Linked DNA regions of Mus musculus: region 2 is linked to region 1. The links are chromatin contacts, called in public Micro-C maps. All regions are on one chromosome and are shown on one strand. The core of a region is the stretch at or near the end of the contact, and the rest is flanking DNA. Distances in the headings are between cores, read along the strand shown.

What was found. Hi-C and Micro-C count contacts between places; a contact is called where the count stands out from the background.
Region 2: a Micro-C map of muscle stem cells shows a contact between it and region 1, with 12 times the contacts expected there. The contact joins the promoter of Fam122b here to the enhancer-like site in region 1. A contact is called at or near these places in 3 of 484 Hi-C or Micro-C datasets (embryonic fibroblasts, muscle stem cells and uterus) and 3 of 9 other capture datasets (adipose tissue, liver and pancreatic islet).

The regions. Positions count from the first base shown.
Region 1 is chrX:53,212,077-53,217,183 of GRCm38.p6, forward strand. It overlaps a transcript of Plac1 not described here. Among named protein-coding and RNA genes, the nearest start is that of Fam122b, 55 kb to the right of the region's middle. Within about 2 kb of position 2,590, at least 13 of the 459 cell types and tissues checked have an H3K27ac peak or open chromatin away from gene starts, as enhancers often do. A contact at or near this core is called in muscle stem cells, where this site is marked.
Region 2 is chrX:53,267,248-53,272,354 of GRCm38.p6, forward strand. Fam122b (family with sequence similarity 122, member B) reads right to left here and starts at 2,558. Exons shown (of 9, transcript NM_001166365.2): 1 at 1,629-2,558. The coding sequence starts at 1,726.

The sequences.
Region 1 (5,107 bases), core at 1,340-3,839:
CAGCTTCTCTCCCTCAGCACATTTTTAAGGAATGGTGTTTTCCCCCCCTCTAGCTTTTTTTTTTTTTATCATCATCAAAATATATTCACAAAACACCCACATCTCTGTCCACACTATAAATCAGGGTGGGGAGCGTCTGGCCCACAGCCCAGATCTGGCCTTCAGCTTGATTCATCTGGCCTGTGGGGGATACTGTATTGGCTGCCACAGCTGCAAGCTGGAGAATAATGCCTCCCTCCCCACAGCCCCTACCCCCGCCCTGCTGGGGCCTTCCCACTCCAAATGGAACCTCGAAAATAGCCAGGCTCCAGTGTGTGTGTGTGTGTGTGTGTGTGTGTGTGTGTGTGTGTGTGTGTGTGTGTAAGGAGGGCAGAGCATCTCCTGCAAGTCCTTCAGTTGCTATTAAACAGGAAACGACATGACAAAGCCGATGAGGTGATTTTCAGACTGAGCAAAGTCCATATTTTGTGGCCACTTTGCTCGTTTTCAGGATTGGCTAACATTTTCTTCTCTAACTGTCCCGATTCTTTTGCGCTGAGACCACGCTGTGTTTCCCTCTGCAGGGGAAGGAACACACTAGTGAGCAGCACAGCTGGAAAGCAAGTTCCCACACAGCTTCCCGCACAGCCTAGCCTCTGTAACCATTCCACCCCACGACTGTCCTTGGAGGAGCTGGCCTCCAAGGCAAGGCTTTATTATTTTCTGTTTTGCTGTTGTCGATGTTGTTGGTCTTTGCTAATTTATTATCTATCCATCTACTTTCTTATTTCAGATAGACTCTCATTATGCAGCTCTGACTTGACTGGTACTTATGACAATTGCCAGGCTCGCCTTAAGCTCCTTCCTCAGCTGGACTGAGATGACTACTATGTAGACTACCAGGCCTGGCCTCTCCTGTTTCTTGATCACAACCCTGTAATAATCTGGAAGCTCTAGAAGTTGGGCCCCAATTATTCTCACAACTTGTGCTCTAAAGAATGAATTTAAAGGAGACACACGTGGCTAAAGGATGGAAAGTGTGTTACTCAGTTAGAATTTGACTTTGACAAGATCTCACTCTGTTACTCAGGCCAGACTGAATCTCACCAGGAGAACAGACTGGCCTTGAATGTGGAGTGATCTTTCTGATTCTGCCTCCTAAACTGGGAATCCAGACATAGACCAACATAGCTGGCAACAGACTAGTTCAACGTCTGAAAAAAAAAAACAGTGAAACTCTTCCGAAGTTTAAAACACAGAGATTCCTCTTTCTTATTCGCCTATATATGTCCTTACTAATTGAGGGAGATGAGAGGAAGACATACACACACACACAGACATACACACACACACACAGACACACACACACACACACACACACACACACACACACACACACAGAGAGAGAGAGAGAGAGAGAGAGACTGGGGTCTCAGAAACAAAGATCATGGAAGCCCCCAGGGCTCATCTACCCAGTGACTTCTTCAAATCTTGCTGTAGCACTTTGTCGCCTTAGCTCCTAGGTGATCAAGTTGGCATGGTGGCTCTGAGTGGGCCAGCTGAAACACAGAAACTATACCCCAATAAAACTGTCTGTTCAAGAAAAAAAATGGTACATGTCCTGGAGCATCCAGAAGTGGAGTGGTTAAAGGCAAAGAAAGGATAGGTAGTCATTTGAAATGCCAGATCATCTGTCCGTTTTTTTTTTTTTTTTGAGTATGGCTATGTAGTATCAAATGAAATCTATATATCCTAGCAGGCTCACAAATGTCCTTTGCCGACACTGCAAGGCAACAACCAACTGTTTGGGTTTAGGAAAAATTAGGGGGAACTCTAGACTGATCCAGGAAAGAAAGACAGCTGCTTGGTGACAAAGCCTGTGGGGAGAGGGGCAGATTCCTATTGCTTAAGGCCCAAGCGCCTAGAAATATAGAAGAAAAGGAAAGCTTGGTTGGGCTCCAGAGCCACCAGCAGGGGTGTGTCTGCCTCCAACAGCTGGTACTAACGGTCCTGGCAGCACAAGACTCCAAAATGAGAACATCTTGTCCTCTCAAGATCCTTGGTGACTGAGGATTTGCTATGCTCATTATGAGAAGGTTCTGGCACCCTTCAACCCATTTGTACCTCTTCATCATCTCACTAAACATTTGTCATCTGGCAGGCACAGCTGCAGGCTCCTAAGAAACCATGACCCTCTAGACCTGTGGAAGACCCCATGGAAAGGCACCAAGTGGAAGAGTGCCTTGAGAGCCATCATTCCTAGAAGTCACTGGACTCTACAAGACTGACCACAGAAAACTCATGCCTCTGTCTTCACAGATGGCCTGCATGTTCCACCTGGATGGCACTTCAGAAGCCAGCGACTCAAAGGAGTCTGATTCTCCCCAGAGGGAAGTATATAAAAACTACAGGAGTCTTAGGAAGTAAATCAAAATAGCAGCGCATCTTGCAGCCTGGTGACCTATTTCCTGAATTGGATGCTGGAATCTCCTCATAGAACAGCCGATTGTGATGTGTTAGTATTTTCATGCTGTGCAGCCCTCTGGCATAGAGGCGCTGCCCCATTCCTTCCCAAGGAAATTCCACTGCAGGCAATGTTATGATTAGTGGACTAATAACACTTGTCGTTGGAATACTGCAGACAAAGCTCCAGTGTGGACTGGCCTCCAAGTCCCTTAATCACCTATTTCATCATCTCGACACTGAAGCCCTGGCAATGGGGGTGGATTTGTGGATCCCAATAATTAACCAAAGGGACAGCTGCTCTTTTGCATGGGGATCTCCCTTCCATTCATAATTCCAACCCAATCTGGGGTGTTAACTAGTGTGGTTACATTGGCCAATACTGGATGGCTGCTTAGGGTTTGGGGGGTGCTGCAGGCTCATTCTGAGGCAAGTCACCTGCAGGTTCACTCATGATATTTATGCACGCACAGTTTCCTTGTGATTAGCTTGCTGGCATTCTGGACCGGGGCCAGTGGAGGAGCCAGGAAATGCATGAATGTGCCTGAAAGATGATTGGGAGCACTGCTGATTCCCAACTACAATGGTGTGCTGCTTTATATTTCCCCTTGACGTTGTAAAGGGGGATGTGGAGGAAGAGATGCAGAAGCTCTGTACATTCCAAAGTATGTAGGAAGCCACTTGGGTGGATGCAAAATCAAGAGGAGATGGGGGAGGGGGAACAAGCAGCCAAGTTTTCATTCTGGCCCTTTTTTGATTTCATTTCAAACCAAATGGGAGTTAATTAGGCTCTGAAGGAACTTAACTTACAAACAAACCTGGGTGAAAAGAGGTGAGTAGAAGATGGTGAAGCTGACATGATCAGAAGGGGAAATAAGACCCTTTGGAGACTTACTGTTTTCTCACAACTTCTGTTGATCACCAGGCCAATGAACCTGACCTCCTTTGAAACCCCTGAGAGCCACCAGAGCTCTTTGGCCACATCTTTGAGGGAAGAAATAAACATATAAGGAGAGTGCTGTGATAAAGGAGAAAGCACAGAGTGGGAGAAAGAAAGGAAGACTGAAAATGAAGGAGAAAGTTCAGTTATTGCTGCGAATGGGCAATGCCTGGGATCCCTCAGCTGGAGCAGACCTCAGGAAGACGCTCTTCTCCAGTGCACAGACTGGACTGTGTGAGACACTTCAGCGGTCCCCTTGGAAACAACACCCAAAGCATACAACCCTCCATGATTGCCTTCCCACAAATGTTCTGCTCCAATCCCAGATTTCTTACAGACAGGTACTGTTCACAGAGTTCAAACAAGCTCGTTCCCAGAATGAGATAGCTTCCCTTGCCTGGAATCAAGTGGGAAAGTCTTAGGTTTCCAGCCCCTCTGGGCCCAGGTACCAAGGGAGCATCTGCTCCCTTCTCCACCCACTGTGGAAGGCCAAATTGTGCAGTGACCAGACAGCTCCTGGAGCAGAGGCCCAAACATTCTCTGGGAAAGTTCTACCCCAATCCCGTTCCCATTGACCTTTCCAAAATTCATTTGGCTTTATTTTGTGTTCCACAAGTTATGAAAGTTGGCTTCCAAGGGAGCTGGAGAGAGGCATTCCCAATGTGGGATTTAGAATTTTTCTTTTCCACTCAAGTGCCACAGTAGAGTTTAAGGCTGTTTCTCTCTCATATTTAGACAATGATGCAAAACCTGTTGATTTGTTCAGATATAATTGTCCCTCAGCAAGACAGATGGTTTCCGACAGAATGGAATAATTAGGAAATTTAAAAGAAATAATTATGTGGAAAATATGGTTGGAGTCAAGGAAGCCTAATAATCTATATGAAGAACTCAGGTTAAAACTGCATGAAAATTGTCATTATGGCTTTATTGCCTTGCTATCCCAAAGTAAGATAACTCCATCAAGAAGACATGTTTTATATTGTACTATTAAAGACAAACTTAAAAATGTATTCATGGGAACAGTGACATAAAATGTTCAGTTTTTAAATTTCTTCCTGTGGAAACTAAAGTTCCTGGTGAAAAAAAAATTATGTGAAGCAATGACTTCATTATACCAAATTGTTTTTTAAGAAATAACACAGTAGGGTGTGGGAAAGTTATTTTATTAAATTATTTTGTTGTTGTTATTGTTTTCCAACTTTGAGCTGCATTTTGGCTCTTTGAAGCTCAGGGTCGAAAAGATGGGTTGTTTTTTAAAAACAGATCTTTCTTTAAATGAAAGCGTTCGGGCTCTGGAGGTGGAGGTGAAGGTCCTTGGTAGAGTGCTTGTCTACTAAGTGTGAGGTCCTGGGTACCATTTCCAGAACCACATAAATACATAAACAAATAAATTCTTCATGCATAATACTCCTTTGCTCTCACAAGTGAGGGTGAGAACTTGCCTAAAACACTGAATCCTGAGCCAGTTGACTCTTCAAGCAAACACGAGGCCCAAATGTAGGGAAGAAGTCATTTGGCCTTCCTTACACACTGGTTCACACAGTGTACTACTGGCCTTACCCACACCCCACACCACTGAACTCTCTTTCCATCCCACGATCTGATAAGGACTATACAGCATGAGTTTGGCTCAGTATGTTGATGGAATGCTTGAGCCAGAACGACAATCTGTAATTCTTTAACATTATCTGTCTAAGCTGAAGATACATACGTTTTAGGACC
Region 2 (5,107 bases), core at 1,308-3,807, 55 kb after region 1:
GGCAAAGTCATGACTTTACACATGCTAAGCAGACAAGCACTACCAAACAGCTACATACCAAGCCCACCTTCTAATAAAGAAAGGGGTTCCCCAGCATAACAACACAAGTAGAAAATCGATCAAAGGAAAGAAATGGAAAATACATGCAAATGCATATTAAGTTACTCAGGAGAGGTGCTTTATTCATCTTTGTATAATATCACTAAGTGTCTAGCAGTCTGTTTTGCCTGTAATAAGAATTCAAGGATTTTCAAAACTGAACTGTGCTGGGCTCTAAGAGACCACTGACAATCCCTATTTCCACTATTCTCATTTTAAAGAGAAAACAGACATGAAAAGGTTAACTCACTCACTCATTAGCACAGCTAGTTGGTGACAACTGAGACCAGGCCTGGTCTCTTCTCCTCTTGTCTGTCACATCATGCTATCTTTCAAGTAATTACTTAAATTGTGGTTCACAAAACAGTGGGTTTTTTCCTCAATTGTCTAAATGCAGGTCAGTGGGACAGCCCAAGGCCTTAGCAATGGCTTGTTTACCAGACTTTCGCAAGACAAGGAGAGAGAAGGTGGGGTATCCACGAGAGACAAAGGGCACAGCTTCCCCTTAAATACCCCAAAACCCCTTGATGATACCATGGACAACATCATCAGTCACGTCATCATTCCCTCGGCTTCAAAATCGTATTTAAATCTAGGGGAAAAATGTACTTGCCTCTCTGTCAAAGACAGATGTTATAATCAGTTCAATTGGAGGCAAAGCATTATCAAGTCTTCAACTGTGCTTGAAGAAAGGTTTGGGGCTAATATTACTCCCATCCTCTGCTCTGTCCTGAATTAATGCCCTCTCTGTGGGGTCTCGAAATTGACCTCAGAAGAATTGTCTACTTACAAAAGTGGAATACAATAGTTCATTTAGGCGAGCCAACCAGCCTTCACCATCACAAGCTTCCACCTGAAACTCCCTGCTGTCTTGTTCATACAAAAACACAATATCTTGTCACTAAAATTAAAGGAGTGATTTTCCCCATTATTTTCTCAAACCTGTGTTTGACTGACTTAAGCTAGAAACCTTCTCTCTCTCTCCTTTTTTTTCCATTATAACGCATTTCAGGCAGCTTCAAAAACTATAAACACTGTAACAAATCCAAATCACTTAACAGGATACGACCACACCATGGAATCCCAAGTTATTAGATAAACTGTGATTTCTTAAAGCAAACCTCTGTTAATGCCAGGGTTCCTAAACTCAGCTTAGAAACAGCACCTCTTAGAGACAGGCGTCAAGTTACAAGCCTAATTCAGGGGATTCAGCCTGATTTGCCCTGATGGAAATAAGCCAGGGCAAGCAACCTGTCAGCTGAGCCAGGTTTCTACTACGTACATTCTCTTTTAGAACTGCACAGCAAGGCCCCCCCAGGTACAGGGAGGGTCCCTTTCTCAGACATGGCCAGAGTGTGAGGTCAAACTTTCCCTCCATCTAGGAAACCAAGTCACTATTAAGAAAATAAGACCTCAACCCCTCAGTTTGGAGTCTAGATGAACTCGAACTGGCACTTTCGGGAAGGAAGACTTCTTGCCCAGGGACAAACCTCTGATCCCCACACTCCGTCCTCCCCAGTCCAGCTCACCTGAGCACATGGATCAGGGGAGCACTGTTGGACCGTCTCAGGGTGGCCCCCTCAGATGTGTCAGCCTCAAAATCCAGATCCATTTTCTCCTGAGCCATTCGGATACTTGCTAGGCAACACAGCCGGCAGTGCTCTCGGCTCCTGGTGCTTTGCTATGGACTCACTGCAGGACTGAGCTGCTGGGGACTGGCAGCTGGGGGCGGGGGCTAATGGGCGGAGGCTTGGGAGCGAGGGCGGAGAAAAGTAGGAGAGGAGGATGCAGATGAGGAAGGATGTGGAGGGCGGGCGGAGGAGGATATAGAGCTGGTGTTGGGAGGGTGACAGGATGAAAAAGGGGATGGAGGAAAGACAAAGGTGGGAGAAAGAAAAAGAGGCACAGGGGTTGATAAAGGATAGATGGAAATGCAGGGCATAGCACTAATGAAAGAGCATAGAAGTGGGAAAGGAGGAAAAAGGTCAGGGTGAAGGGGCACAGGGATGGGAAAAGAGGAGGAGGGAGAATGTGGAAGCACAGGAGAAGAAAGGGGAGGAAACTAGGCAGTGGCAGAACTCAAGCTGTCATTTTTCCCGCCTAGGACCGCAAGCGCGGCTCGGCTACATTTACAGAGGCTGCCTTTGCAGCGCTAGCAATGAGGACTTGACAGCTGGCCAGGCGGCCTCGGCTGCCCCACCTCCACATGCTCAGGGTCTCTGTCCAGTCCGCCATGCTCTGGGCCCCGGTCCCCGGGGCCCCTCAGCGCAGGGATGGCGCTTTTCACTCCCTGGTCCCTGCCCGCCTGCACGACTCAGAAAAGGGATCGGCCCTCTGCACCACCGCGGCGCTGCTTCTATCTCTTATTGGCTCTAATGACCCGCGGGACCCTCTGGAGCTCAAATTGATTTCTATAACCTGCCGCCTCTTTTGCCTCCCACGCTTCAGAAATGGGAGCCTCCGAGGGGCCAGCTCTTCCGCATCTTGTCGCCCATTGGGCACTGCGCATGCGCCTTACGGCTGCTCCAATGATCCTGGGGCCAAGGCGCAGGCGTAATAGCCTCTCTCCGCAACCCGCCTTCAAAGGGGCGGGGCGTTTCCAGGGGGGCCCAAAATCTTCCTGCGTGGCATTGGTCCGGGAACCCTGGCGCCGTATTTCGAAAAGAGCCAATAGTTTGGAGACTGAAGCCTCAGTTTTTAGTAGTTTGGACTAATATTCAAGTGAAAGCGATTTTCACGTTATTTCACTACAAATTTGTATTCTGACCTTTGTGATCCACAGGCACTTTAAATATTTTTTTATGTGAAAGTCTTTGTGTGGGAATATGCGCGTGCGTGCATGCGTGCATTCCCATGGAGGTCAGAGAGGTCATTGGATCTCCTGGAGCGGCAGTTGAAGGCCGTTGTGAACTGCTCAACATGGGTTCTGGGATTAGAACTCGAGTCTCCTGTAGCAGCAGCAAGCACCGTTAACCTCTGAGCCATCATCTCTTCAGCCCCCCCCCCCCTTTACTAAATTCCTCAGCTCCATTAGACAAAAATAAAAGATTTGTTTTCTTTCCAAGGCTTATGGAGATTCTAGCAATCATAATATGATGCATGTGACAGCTGAAATTAATTTTAAAAACATTCATGGCACTTACTACATGCAAGGAAGTATTATAACAACTGAAAAAATATTAAATCATCTCATCTTAACCACACAAATATCTCTTCCTAGATACTTTTCAATCACCCAAAATTACAAAGTATGGGAAATATAATAGTTACGAAATTGGTTTGAAAATTAGCAAAACAGGGCTAGAGAGATGGCTAGAGAATGTTTGAGAGCTCTTGTTGCTCTTCCAGAAGACCTGAGCTGAGTTCTCAGCATCCATCTCAAGCAGTGCTTAAGCGCCTATAAGTGGTTAAGAGCATTTGCTGCTCTTGTAAAAAACAGGAGTTCAGTTTCAACCATCCACGTCTGGTGGCTCACAACCACACTGAATTTCAGCTCAAATGGGTCCAATGTTCTATTTTAGCGTGCGTGCACACACACACACACACACACACACACACACACACTACTTTTTTTTTCTATCTAGCAAAAATAATTTTCTCTTCAATTTGGTTGCTCCATAATAAAGTTAACCTATACAATTGTCATTTTACACCTCAACATTTATGCTTTCTGATTATAAAATGTGAATTTGTGTATTTATTTGTTTGTTTTGTGTATATGGATGGTATGGCCCACATCTGAAGCTAAATAAACAACTGGAGGAAGCCAATCTACTTCACCATGTAGGTCCCAAGGGTTAAACTCAAGTTGTCAGGCTTGTCAGGAAACTCCCTTATCCTCACGATCCATCTTGCTGGCCATATTGCGAAGATGTACAAAGAAGTTTTGGATAGATTCTCTATTATTTTCTTGGTAAAAGTTATTTAATCGTGTTTACTCTTTAATTGAGCTGATTGAAAATTTAAAATTTAAAGACATTAGGCAAATTAAATTTATCGGAGTTTATTTAACCAAAGAAATGACTCATGGTTGTGCAAAACTCTGAACTAGTAAAGATTCACAAAGCCCCTCACAACAACCATGTCCTTCTGTTTTCCAGCTGCATTAAAAACATCTCAGTAGTAGGGGCTAAGGTGGGAGGATTGTGAGTTCAGGTCTGCTTGAGTTACATAGAAAAAAAATCTGAAACTTTCTTAAATAAAACAACACAAACAAAGAAAGATGAACTCTCTAACACTGCATGCTACTCTGAGACAAAAGGATGGACCATCTAGAGACTGCCATATCCAGGGATCCATCCCATAATCAGCCTCCAAACGATGACACCATTGCATACACTAGCAAGAATTTGCTGAAAGGACCCTGATATAGCTGTCTCTTGTGAGACTAGGCTGGGGTCTAGTAAACACAGAAGTGGATGCTCACAGTCAGCTATTGGATGGATCACAGGGCTCCCAATGGAGGAGCTAGAGAAAGTACCCCGGAGCTCTTGACTCTAGCTGCATATGTATCAAAAGATGGCCTAGAGTCGGCCATCACTGGAAAGAGAGGCCCATTGGACTTGCAAACTTTATATGCCCCAGTAGAGGGGAATGCCAGGGCCAAAAAGTGGGAGTGGGTGGGTAGGGGAGTGGGGGGGAGGGTATGGGGGACTTTTGGGATAGCATTGGAAATGTGATTGAGGAAAATATCTAATAAAAATATTTAAAAACAAAAAAACAAAACAAACAAACAAACAAACAAACAAAACACTGCATGCTACTGCCTTTGCTCCTTACTAGTCTCTAAAACGTGATGGTAAGATTCTATTGCTGAAGATTTCAGGTCCTAGCTTATAGAGCCAATTTTACTTACTTACTTACTTACTTACTTATTGCTTTTTTATTGTATAGGTGTTACAATTAAGGAGATTGCCTTGAGTTTCAGAGAGACTTTGAACTTTAGACATTAAACAGTATTGAGACTGAAAAACTATTGGGACTTTTGAAGTTAGACTAAACGCATTTT